Regions from separate parts of the Hordeum vulgare genome. Here region 1 is linked to region 2. Evidence: chromatin contacts called from public HiChIP or PLAC-seq data. All regions are on one chromosome and are shown on one strand. The core of a region is the stretch at or near the end of the contact, and the rest is flanking DNA. Distances in the headings are between cores, read along the strand shown.

Region 1 (5,462 bases), core at 1,689-4,188, 410 kb before region 2:
CGGCACGCTGGAAATGGTACGTGTGAGTGTAGAGAAAGTCGCCATTTTTCACTTTATTCCTGCAAAATAGCCGTAAGCGCCTTGTTCGCCGCACCACCTGTATGTACAATGTTTTTTCTTCCAAAACCTAACCTCAGGACCGCCACGCAGTCGACCACCAAAAGGGTCCAAGATTAACGGCGATGGCTCACGCATGCTGTCTGCCTGTCTACAGATCCAAGCAAAAGCGAGACCCGTCGAGGAGGGGAGGACCGATCACGCACTGACCGCATGCATGACCTGGTGCTGGCTGCTGGCTGCTGGCAGTCCTCTCCTCCGAGCAAATTGGGACGGGGATGCGCGCATGCATGCATGGAGCCGTGGGGCGGGGCGCACGGACCCCGTGCCGGAACCGCACTGCTGTCGCCCTCCGCCCTTTCCCCTGCATCTCCCGTCCGTATCTGCATTTGTAGCAGCATGTGCGCGCGCGCCGACACCTGTTGCCTCGTTGCCCCCATGTCGACACACCTCAAATGTCTCGATCCACCGGCGCCCCGTGCCGATCCATGACGTTCAACCACACCACCGTCTGATGATGGGCGCGCTCGGCTCAGCTGCACGCACGGCGCCACCGAGCCCCCAGCTCTCGTGTCAATCCACCGCTAGATTCTCGGTAAGTTCACTGACCCGAGTGCAGACAGGTCATAGGTGCAGGGTCGTTGCCACGACAGTCCAATCCAGTTTCGATCCCCCTCGCACCGTTGCAACGTAGTAGTGGCGAGCGCTGATTAGTCGGGTTGGCGGCAGGTCGACAGGAGTACTTGGCCGGCCGATCCACGCATGCAGTACAGAGAAGGCAATCATCAGCACGTCTTTGCTTTGCTTTGCTCTGCCTTGCTTCCCGATCATCCGATGTGGTGGCCTAATACCCACCCACCCAATCACCCATACATACATACACACACACACACACCATCATACTACTAGCATGCACTAGTATTCTACCTATGACCCCTCTGCCTAATGGATGCCTAATCGCCATGCCACCACGTGATCGGTGATCCATCAAATATCCCTGTAGCTAGCTAGCTCCACTTCGTCCGCTGGGGAGATGAGATGAGATGAGATCAGATTAGATTAGCCAGCAGTGCCAGTCCAGCACGGCCCGCCGCTGCCCGATCCATAATTGCACCGGCACATTCGGATTGAGGCACACGCATGCAGCAGCAGAGACATGGATAGAGAAAAGTCTCACCCCAACTGATTAGTGCCTGCTGATGCCTAACCTAACCTAACGCGGATATGCTCGCTTGCTTTGCTTTGCTTTGCTCCCACCAGCAGACAGCCGGATTAAGCCGCCAAGCCAACCACTGGATCATTTCAATTACACTACTCAGATAATACGATATCAAAATCCAGAGGCGATGCACTCAGCAGTTAATTAACAACGAAGGGGGCGACGGACGATTAATTAACAGAAGTTGCACTGCTAATCGCTGCTTATCTACTCGATAACAGAAACAGAGAGAAAAAAGAAGAAGATGGTGGCGATTGTTTTATCACTGTTACAGCTGTCTTTTTTGACATTTGGAAAGACCGCCACTTGTGGCGTCCCCCGCCTCCCCTCCCCCTCCCTTGTTCTTATCCAGACCAACGTATTGAAAAATAATCTCGCCACCGACCCACCGACCACCGGCACCTCGCCCGCCGACGCGGCGGAGCTTGCTAGGGAGACCGTTGGGTGGTGGACTGGATTGAGTTGCTTGTGCTGCTTCATCAACATACGCTGCTGGCTGCTCTCCGGAGACTGGCTGCATGGTCGACTGGTTGGTTGTAGATGACTGGAAGCCGCCGCTTCTTCCGGCTGCTTCACTCGGCGTCGGAGGTGTCCGGGCTGGGCGCCTGGTTGAGATCCGGGTTCTTGGCGCGCCCGTTCCACGCCGTCCGCTGCTGCTTCACGTGGCGGTGCAGCTCCTCGCCGTGCGGCTCCGCGTGGTGGTGGTGGTGGAGCCGCTGCCGCTCCCGGTGGTGCGCGGGCGCGGCGACCATGGTGGTCATGCCGGTCTGGAGCGCGTCCACGCGGGACCCGACCTCGATGGCCTTCTTCCGGATCGAAGCCGCCGACAGCGCGCCGCCGTCGGCCAGCTCGCCCGCCATCTCCCCTCCACCGGCCTCGGCGGCCTCGGGCGACGACAGCGCGAGCGCGGAGATCTCGTCGGGGAAGTTGAGGCGCGCCGACCTGCCGCGGAGGTAGAAGACGGCCGTGTCGTAGGCGCGCGCGGCGGCGACGGGCGTGGCGTAGGACCCCAGCCAGATGCGCGTCCGCTTGTGCGGCTCGCGGATCTCCGCCACCCACTTGCCCCACTTGCGCATGCGCACGCCGCGGTACTGCTTCCGCGGCTGCTGCTGCTGCAGCGGCATCGCCATGGCCATGGGCATGGGCGGCGCCACGGCCACCGTCACGTTGTGCTCCTCCTTGGCCGCCACCGCCGCGGCCGCAGCCGCCAGGGGCGCCATGGCCGCCGCAGCCGCAGCCGCAGCCGCCGCAGAACCCGCCGAGCCCTCGCTCGAAGACGACGAGCGGTACTCGCCCTGCTGCATGAGGGAAGATGCCTGCCTAACCTAAGCTGCTATGGTGGCCGGCCGCCGCCTCGGCTGGTCTCTCTCTCTCTCTCTCTCACCTCCCTGCCGCGTGCCGGAAGGAGGAGTAGCTTTTGGGTTGGAGCAGCGGAGCTGGCTTCTCTTTCTTGCCGTGGCTCCAGTCCCGGCTATCTATTTGCTGGGCGGTATTTGTATTGGGATTTTGTGGGTGGGGGGTATGATTAGAGTTTGGTTGGGATAATCATAAACTGGAGCGCAGCTCCGCTCGGGAGGGAGAGAAGGGAAGAGGACATCGACGGCAGCAGCAGTGTACTCTACTGTGCTGTTTGGAAGGGAGCCTGGCCTGACCCGTTCCAAGCCAAGCCAAGCCGAGCCAGCCGCACCCCAAAGGAAATCGCTAGGTCCACCGTCTAACTTGCGTCCGGACACGACACCCCACAGGTCCATGCATATCCATCCCCACGTACGTATTTGGACCAGTACTCCATACGTAGCAACAACGTCGGCCGGTTGTATTTGTATTGTACTCGTACTTGGGTACAGCTAGCGTCAACCTTGTAGGATTGGAATTTGTATTTGGCGTGCAATTCCTTGCTCTGGCTGTGGAAACAACACCATCGTTGTTGCTGCTGGTCCAGGCAGGAGAAAAAACACGAACTGTTCTTTCTTGTGGTAAGGTAAGTTTATATTATACTACGATGATAAGATGACCGCAACGTCACAATCCATGTACCCTTCTCTGTTGCTCACCAACCCTCGTGCGCACTTGTCGCCACGCTGTAATTTTGTTGACCTCCGTTGCCGCTCCGGTTTCTTCCTGTCCAAGTTCCGTTCACATTTTCGGGGTCAACAAGTGATCGCTTGAGTATACAATAAGTGGCAAATTCTAGAAGAAATGTACTACTACATGTCTTACAAAATAGACATATGACTAGGCAATGAAAAAGATTATCCTTACCCGCGCAAGAGGAAACGAAAAAGATCGTCCTTACGTTTTCTTCATCATGTGATGCACATGATATGCCATTTTTTTCATGTGACATGCAAAGTCGCTTAGGACAATCACATCAAGCAAATGGATTGGCGACTAGTGCTCATATCGGCCACAAGTAAAATTGTGTGGCCTAAACTTTGGAAACCAAACTAGAACTCCTAGTAAAATCATCCTAAGAAGAGAAAAGGAAAATAAATCCTAATAGTTACATCAACGGCCACAAGGTACTATAATTTCTTTAACTGCCAAAACAGTGTGCTCCTTTGCTGTGAGAGTATCACAAGTGCGCTCACATATTTGGAGAGCAAGTATCGAATTGACTATTTATATATGTAAAACTAGATGGAAGAGCTTGTTGTATATCGATCAGCAGGGACTCGTTTGTGGAAGATTACATGGGTTCTGGGTCGGTTTTGATCTCGACTTGGCTTTTCTGATAACTATACATGAGACACATACATATCATACACAAACCAATTGCCAGGATTACACAACAATCACATGTACGAAATACAAACTATACAAAGTATCTGAACATCCACTGTCAATCATAACTTATCTATGTTGAGAATGCGACTAAATGCTTCATGTTGCCGTACTGTCAATGGTTTTGTAAACCCATGTGCAACTTGATCTCTTGTGGTTATAAAATGAATGTTGAGGAACTTGTTTGCTACTCTTTTTGTGACAAAGTGGCCATCCACTTCAATATGTTTAGTTCTTGCATGAAACACAAGATTGACTCACTGATAAGTTTCACCAAGATTATCACGCCGTAATATTGCTGCTTTAGGTTAAATATAATACCAAGCTCTTGCAACAATGATTGAACCAACATTAAAAGCACCACTTTATTTTGACACGATTGATCCTATCCACCCATAACCAGGTCCAATGGTCCATGATTTAAATTGTTTTTCACAACAAAACTTGTTTGTTTGATAGTCATTGCATTTTTAATCTTGATATGGCCCTTAATTATGATTTGGCTATCACCTTACACGAAAGAGGGGGGAAATTGGATGTCCCCTTACCTCTTTTTTTGTCTCCTACGTTCTCTTCACAATTCACACGCTCCCAATCAAGCACGTATCCTTCTTTCACTAGACCTACAAATGGTCATTGATGCAAGCCACTCCTTTGAGGTTCACTCCTCTCTCATGCTACATAGTCGCAACTTGATCGACTTAAGCGATGCTCATGTCATAAGTCGGCCAACCTAATCGATCGATGCCAGGACTTAAGTCTATAAGTTGATGACATGACCTACAATAGTTATAGGGATGTTGATGACAAGGCCCATGGTGCCTAGGAGGCTAGGAGTCTTGTCATGATATTCCATATTGGAGGACATATATCTAAATATCTCTATTTCCTGGTTCAAAATTGTTGCCTCCAACTTTGGTATGGATACCATTGTTGATGCTCAATCTTGTAGCAGTTGGGATTTAAGAATAAGCGAACGTGTTGGCACATTTTGAAGGAAGAAAATTTTCCACGCCATGCCATGGGTTTTCCTTTCACTCGGTTCCTTCGGGTATGATAACAAGTATGCTACTTATAAGCAAAACACATGCGCACATTTCTTTTGAGTTAAGAAACGCAAGAGAGTACAAAAATGTCTATTAGTAGTGTATTGCTCTAAAGAAAATAGATGGTGGGTGAAACTACTCATACGCATTGTTGTGTCCTGATTGTCAAGGAACGAGCAAGGGAAATAATTACAATGAATACTCTCTCTGTTCCAAAATAAATGACTCAAATTTACTACTTAGTTAGTATAAATTTTATACTAAAGCAGCGACATTTATTTTGGGACGGAGGTAATACATTATAATCCTTTGTGATGCTATACTTGCACCGGGTTCTCTTTTTATACATGTACCAT
Region 2 (5,214 bases), core at 783-3,282:
GAAACATTTTCCTCAAAACAGTTTTGGAAACGAGGTTTCGAGCAAAGAGATCGAAAATTTAAGTTTCTAAAGGAAGAATACTATTATCAAGAAAACCCCAAAATACCTTGCTGCGTTTTATTTACCATCACTTTATTTGCATGTATCAATCTATCCTTTCACTTTACCCACGAGGGATTGACAACCCGTGCACGCGTTGGGTTGAGAGGATTTGTTATTTGTGTGCAAGTACCACTTACATAGTTTTGTGAATCTTCCTACTGGATTGATAACTTGGTTTCATAACTGAGGTAAATACTTGTCGTCAATGTGCTACATCACCCTTTAAGCTTGAAGGGAAACCAACGCAAATCAGCGGGGAGTCACTTTGTAATCCAACAGAATCTCAATGAGCATCACTATACCCATCATTTTTCTTCAACTTCTTGGTGTCTCTTTTGATGTCTTCATGGACGAGCTACCACTTTTGTTTAATATTGAATTTCATCCAACAATTGGAAAAAGTGAATGGCTTCAACTCGACTTGTTGGTACAAACCGCCTGCAAAGTTCCGTGAGTTTTGACTCTGATGCCGCTTAGGTTCCGACAACGTCTTGTCTAAGGAAACCAACAAACTTGATCACATTCTCATGGAGGGTGTTCCATATATGTTGAAGAGAGCACACAGTGCGGTCGCTAATGATTGGATGTGGTGTCAGATATGTTTTTTCTATTGGTAATTTTTTTGATATTTTTCAAATATTTAAGGCCTTTTTGCTCTGTTCCACGTACGTGATCCATGCTAGTTGTCAACCAACAAAGCAACTTCGAACTAGGTGAATGCCAGACCTCTTAGCTTCACTGTCTTCTTATTTTTAGTGTGTGGTGTTTGCCCTGCTTCAAACATAAGGGAATTGGTATCCCCCATGTTAAATTGCAAAGGTTCTTCCCCATCATTTATCATGTTTAGCATCCTTTGGTCCTATAATATGCATCGCAATTAAATTATCATCCTACAAGTTTGATCGAATGGTATGGACAACAAATGAATCAACAAATCGCAAATGTCATAGCGAAAAAGAAGGTACCGGGTCTTGTTGGGACATTTTGTCCAACGACATGTGGGCATGCACGACACAGGCCTTACTCGATATTGCTTCATGCCTTCGGAGTTACTACGACCAGCCATCGTGCCCACGGTGGTGACGTCTTCCGGAAAACTATCCGAGATGTCCGACCATTGGAAGGCTGGAATGAACTCGGGTTATTGCCGGCGACTTGTTTATCCGCACAACCACGACACATAGATTGGTTGGTGTCGCGAAGCCACTTGTGCCAAAGTCCATGTCATCATCATCGTGCATCTCCGCGTCGTCCCTCCTCGCGCTCGCGCTGCTTTCGACATCGCACCATCCGAGCGATATTCTCCGCCTTGCAGTTGACCGCCACGGTCTGGATCCCCACTGATTCTGCCGAGGTATCATCCATGCCGATGGCGGCACACATGGTAGTCGGCGACGACATCAGCAACAACGAACGACGATGGCGGTGGGAAGGGTGGGTAAAGGAGAAGGAGGTGGGCGGCTGCACAAAGGCGAGAAATGAAGGACCAATGGAGGAGAAATGCGGTTGAACTGGTGGACTAGTGAATTTTAGATAGGATTAGGATTGGGTCCGGTTTATCCGAACCGGCATGATAAAATCATCGGTTGTTCCATATCGATCCAGATATGAATCAATCAGATATGAAGAGTGTCGGTCAGTTCGAGTGTTTTGACCGACTTTATCATGTTCGATTGGGTGAAAGGTTTCTGTCCGGGCAGCGACCGTCCAAACGTTTGGACTTGGACGGACACAGGGCTCCGGGTGTAGCCGCTCTGATCAGCGTTCGTGTTGCCCTAACAACATGTGCCATGTTTACTGACCTGTACTCCATCGACCACATGTGTGTGAAAGACCAACATGTGCTTTGTTTACTGCCTCGTGCTCTTCCCCTCCCGTTTCTATTATAACCGCGCCCCCGCACGCCTACGCTCTCCTCTCTTCTGCTCTGCTCTGCTCCCCTTTCCCCCCTCCCTCCCTCCCTCCCTCGTCGGGGCCCTGAGCACTAGCTTAGGTATGTTGGTGCAGCAGCGGAAGCCTTTGCTCTTCCACCACTCCATCTCCATCTCCATCTCCATCCACCACGAGCAGGAGCTGGACCTCTCCCCGTCGCCGCTGCCTTTTCCCTCCTCCTCTGCGCTCCTAGGTTAAGAAGAGGAGGTGCTTTTCAAAGGAGAGAGCAAAAGAGAAAGTCCTTGCATACCCCAACAAGGCAACCCGCCACTGCCTTTTTCTCCCCCTCCCCCCTCTCTCTTCCCTCCTCTGCTTTCTTGTTATCTTCAACCCCAGCCAACGAGAGCAGAGCCGAGCCGAGCCGAGCCGAACAGAGAGAGAGGCCGATAGGGGTGGACCGAAGAACCGGACGGCAAGAAGGTAGGAGGAGTGAGGAAGGGAAGGGAAGGGAAGGACGGCCGGCATGTGGGATCTCAACGACTCGCCGGCGGCCGAGGGGCCGCCGCTGTCCCCGTCCGTGGACGACTCCGGCGCCTCCTCCTCGTCTGCCGCCGCGGTGGTCGAGATACCCGACGACGCCGAGGACGACTCCGCCGAGGCCGTCGTCACGCGCCAGTTCTTCCCCCCGGCCGCCCCGGGCGAGGGCGGCCCCGGCAACGGGAACGACCGCGCCGCGTGGCTCCGCCTGGCCGGCGCCCCCGCGCCCACCGTGGCCGCGGCCGCCGGAGGAGGAACAGGAGGCCCCGCGGCGGCGTCGGCGGCGGCCAAGAAGAGCCGGCGCGGTCCCCGTTCCCGCAGCTCGCAGTACCGCGGCGTCACCTTCTACCGCCGGACGGGCCGGTGGGAGTCGCACATATGGTAAGCTCCCGCCGCCGCTCCGCTCCTTTCCTTTCCTTTCTCGAAAGCTTAAGGAAGGAAGGAGAGAGAGTGCAGCAAAAGAAGAGAAGAGAAGAGAAGATGGATGGATGGATGGGTTTGGTATTGGATTCGTCTTGTTTTGGGCATTCCATGCCTCTGCTCCTTTTACCTTTCATAGCAACATCTTATCAAACTTATTCCCCTTCCTTCCTTGTTTCTCTCTCTTCCCCCCTCTCCTCTCCTCTTCTCACCCCATTCTTTTGTGCAATGCAGGGATTGCGGCAAGCAGGTCTATCTGGGTAAGTTTCCTCCATCCCCGTCTTGTCCACACATCCATACTTGGGGTGCGAAATCGATCGCCAATTGGAGCTCACAATGTCACTGACGGCCTGCAGGTGGATTCGACACTGCTCATGCGGCGGCTCGGTACGATAAAGATCCCATACCAACCGATTTGACAGTACCAATCAAGCTCTCTTCTTTACTGATTTCTTCTTCTTCATCATCATCTGCGGCCGCAGGGCGTACGATCGGGCGGCGATCAAGTTCCGCGGCATGGAGGCCGACATCAATTTCAGCCTGGAGGACTACGACGACATCAAGCAGGTGAGCGACGCCCGATCGATCAACACGAGCTAGCGCTTGTTGCTCGCAGAATCGTAACGTGTTTGCCCTGGTTTGCTTGCAGATGGGCAACCTGACCAAGGAGGAGTTCGTCCACGTGCTCCGGCGGCAGAGCACGGGGTTCCCCCGGGGGAGCTCCAAGTACAGGGGCGTCACGCTCCACAAGTGCGGCAGGTGGGAGGCGCGGATGGGCCAGTTCCTCGGCAAGAAGTATGTGCTCCTCCACCAACCACCATCGCCACCCTCCTTCCTCCCTTCTCCTCCAATCGATGGCTCGAATTTTTGCTCTGCTCGTCTGCCTGCTCCTGTCGTTGCGCTCAAAGTTGCAGCATCTCCCTGCTAACTAGCCTGACGGCATGGCATGGCATGGCAGCGGCACTAATGAGAATCTTTGTGCAACGCAGGTACGTCTACTTGGGGCTGTTCGATACCGAGGAGGAAGCTGCCAGGTAGTAAAAACTGAAAAATTATTGGGCATGCACTGTGCGCGCGTCCTCCATCCATTGCTAGCTTTAGCTTTGCTCGGGCTGGGGTTGGGCGGTGAACTGATTGATGTCTCGTGTGTCTCTGTGTCTGGGCAGGTCGTACGACCGCGCTGCCATCAAGTGCAACGGCAAGGATGCGGTCACCAACTTCGATCCCAGCACCTACGCCGAGGAGTTCGAGCCGGCGGGTCAGTAATAATCTTGTTATATTCATCGCGCACTGTTCATCTGTGATTTTGATTTGGCCACCATAGGATTATGCGGCATACGTATGTTTCTTCCGGTTCGTTCACTGACCTTGATCTTGATCTTGGGTGGGCAATGCTCTGCCAGCTTCGACCGGCGACGCGGAGCAGCAGAACCTGGACCTGTCGCTGGGGAGCTCGGCGGGGTCGAACAAGAGGGGCAGCCTCGACGGCGGCGGCATGGACGACGACGGCGCGGCGGGGTCCGACCAGCGCGTCCCCATGGCCTTCGAGCTCGACTGGCACACGGCGGCGGCGCGCAGCACCAAGGCCAAGGTACAGGCCCCAACTTGACCTTGACCACCCTGCAACAAACTACTGCTCCTGCATCATAGTATAATCAAGCGTTGGAAAAGCTGAGAATGGCGTAATTTACTATGCAGTTCGACCAGAACTCGGCGCGTCATCAGATGCCCCCTCCAGCCCTGCAACTGCAAGCCCCCCACATGCAGTTCAGTCCCAGGCATCACCAAGTGGGTACTTTTGCCGCTCCAAGTTGGAGCTCACGAATTTTTCTATCTCTTCTCTTCTTGGTAGGCGCGAATTAACGGTGGTTGTTTGGTTCAAACTGTGCAGTTCGTGGGCAACGCCGATCCGGGGACAGCGGGAGGCCTGTCGCTGACGGTCGGCGCCGGCGCCGGGGGCGGGCAATGGCCTCCGCCTCCGCCTCCCCACCACTACCAGCCGCCGCATCCGCAGCAGCACCACCAGCAGCAGCAACAGAGGCTGCAGCACGGCTGGGGCAACGTCGTCCCCGGCACGAGCTGGCAGCCGGTCCAGCCGCCGCCGCCGCCGCACCACCAGGCGGGGCCGGTGCCGAACAACGCTGCCGCCGCCGCAGCAGCAGCCGCAGCATCATCACGATTCCCACCCTACATCGCCACGCAGGCGCAGAGCTGGCTCCAGAAGAACGGGTTCCACTCCCTGGCCAGACCCACCTAGCCGCTTGCAGAGACACAATCAAGAGC

The links. HiChIP or PLAC-seq counts read pairs in DNA pulled down with a chosen protein or histone mark.
Region 1: an H3K4me3 HiChIP or PLAC-seq map of embryo shows a contact between it and region 2, with 6 times the contacts expected there. The contact joins the promoter of LOC123428150 here to the promoter of LOC123428148 in region 2. A contact is called at or near these places in 1 of 6 Hi-C or Micro-C datasets (seedling) and 1 of 1 datasets of contacts at active chromatin or transcription factors (embryo).

What each region holds. Positions count from the first base shown.
Region 1 is chr2H:635,722,592-635,728,053 of MorexV3_pseudomolecules_assembly, reverse strand. LOC123428150 (ethylene-responsive transcription factor ERF008-like) reads right to left here and starts at 2,938. Exons shown (of 1, transcript XM_045112314.1): 1 at 1,417-2,938. The coding sequence starts at 2,580. The coding sequence ends at 1,849.
Region 2 is chr2H:635,314,966-635,320,179 of MorexV3_pseudomolecules_assembly, reverse strand. LOC123428148 (APETALA2-like protein 5) reads left to right here and starts at 2,032. Exons shown (of 10, transcript XM_045112313.1): 1 at 2,032-2,892; 2 at 3,166-3,191; 3 at 3,288-3,318; 4 at 3,414-3,498; 5 at 3,581-3,726; 6 at 3,921-3,965; 7 at 4,098-4,189; 8 at 4,335-4,522; 9 at 4,630-4,719; 10 at 4,823-5,214. The coding sequence starts at 2,498. The coding sequence ends at 5,188.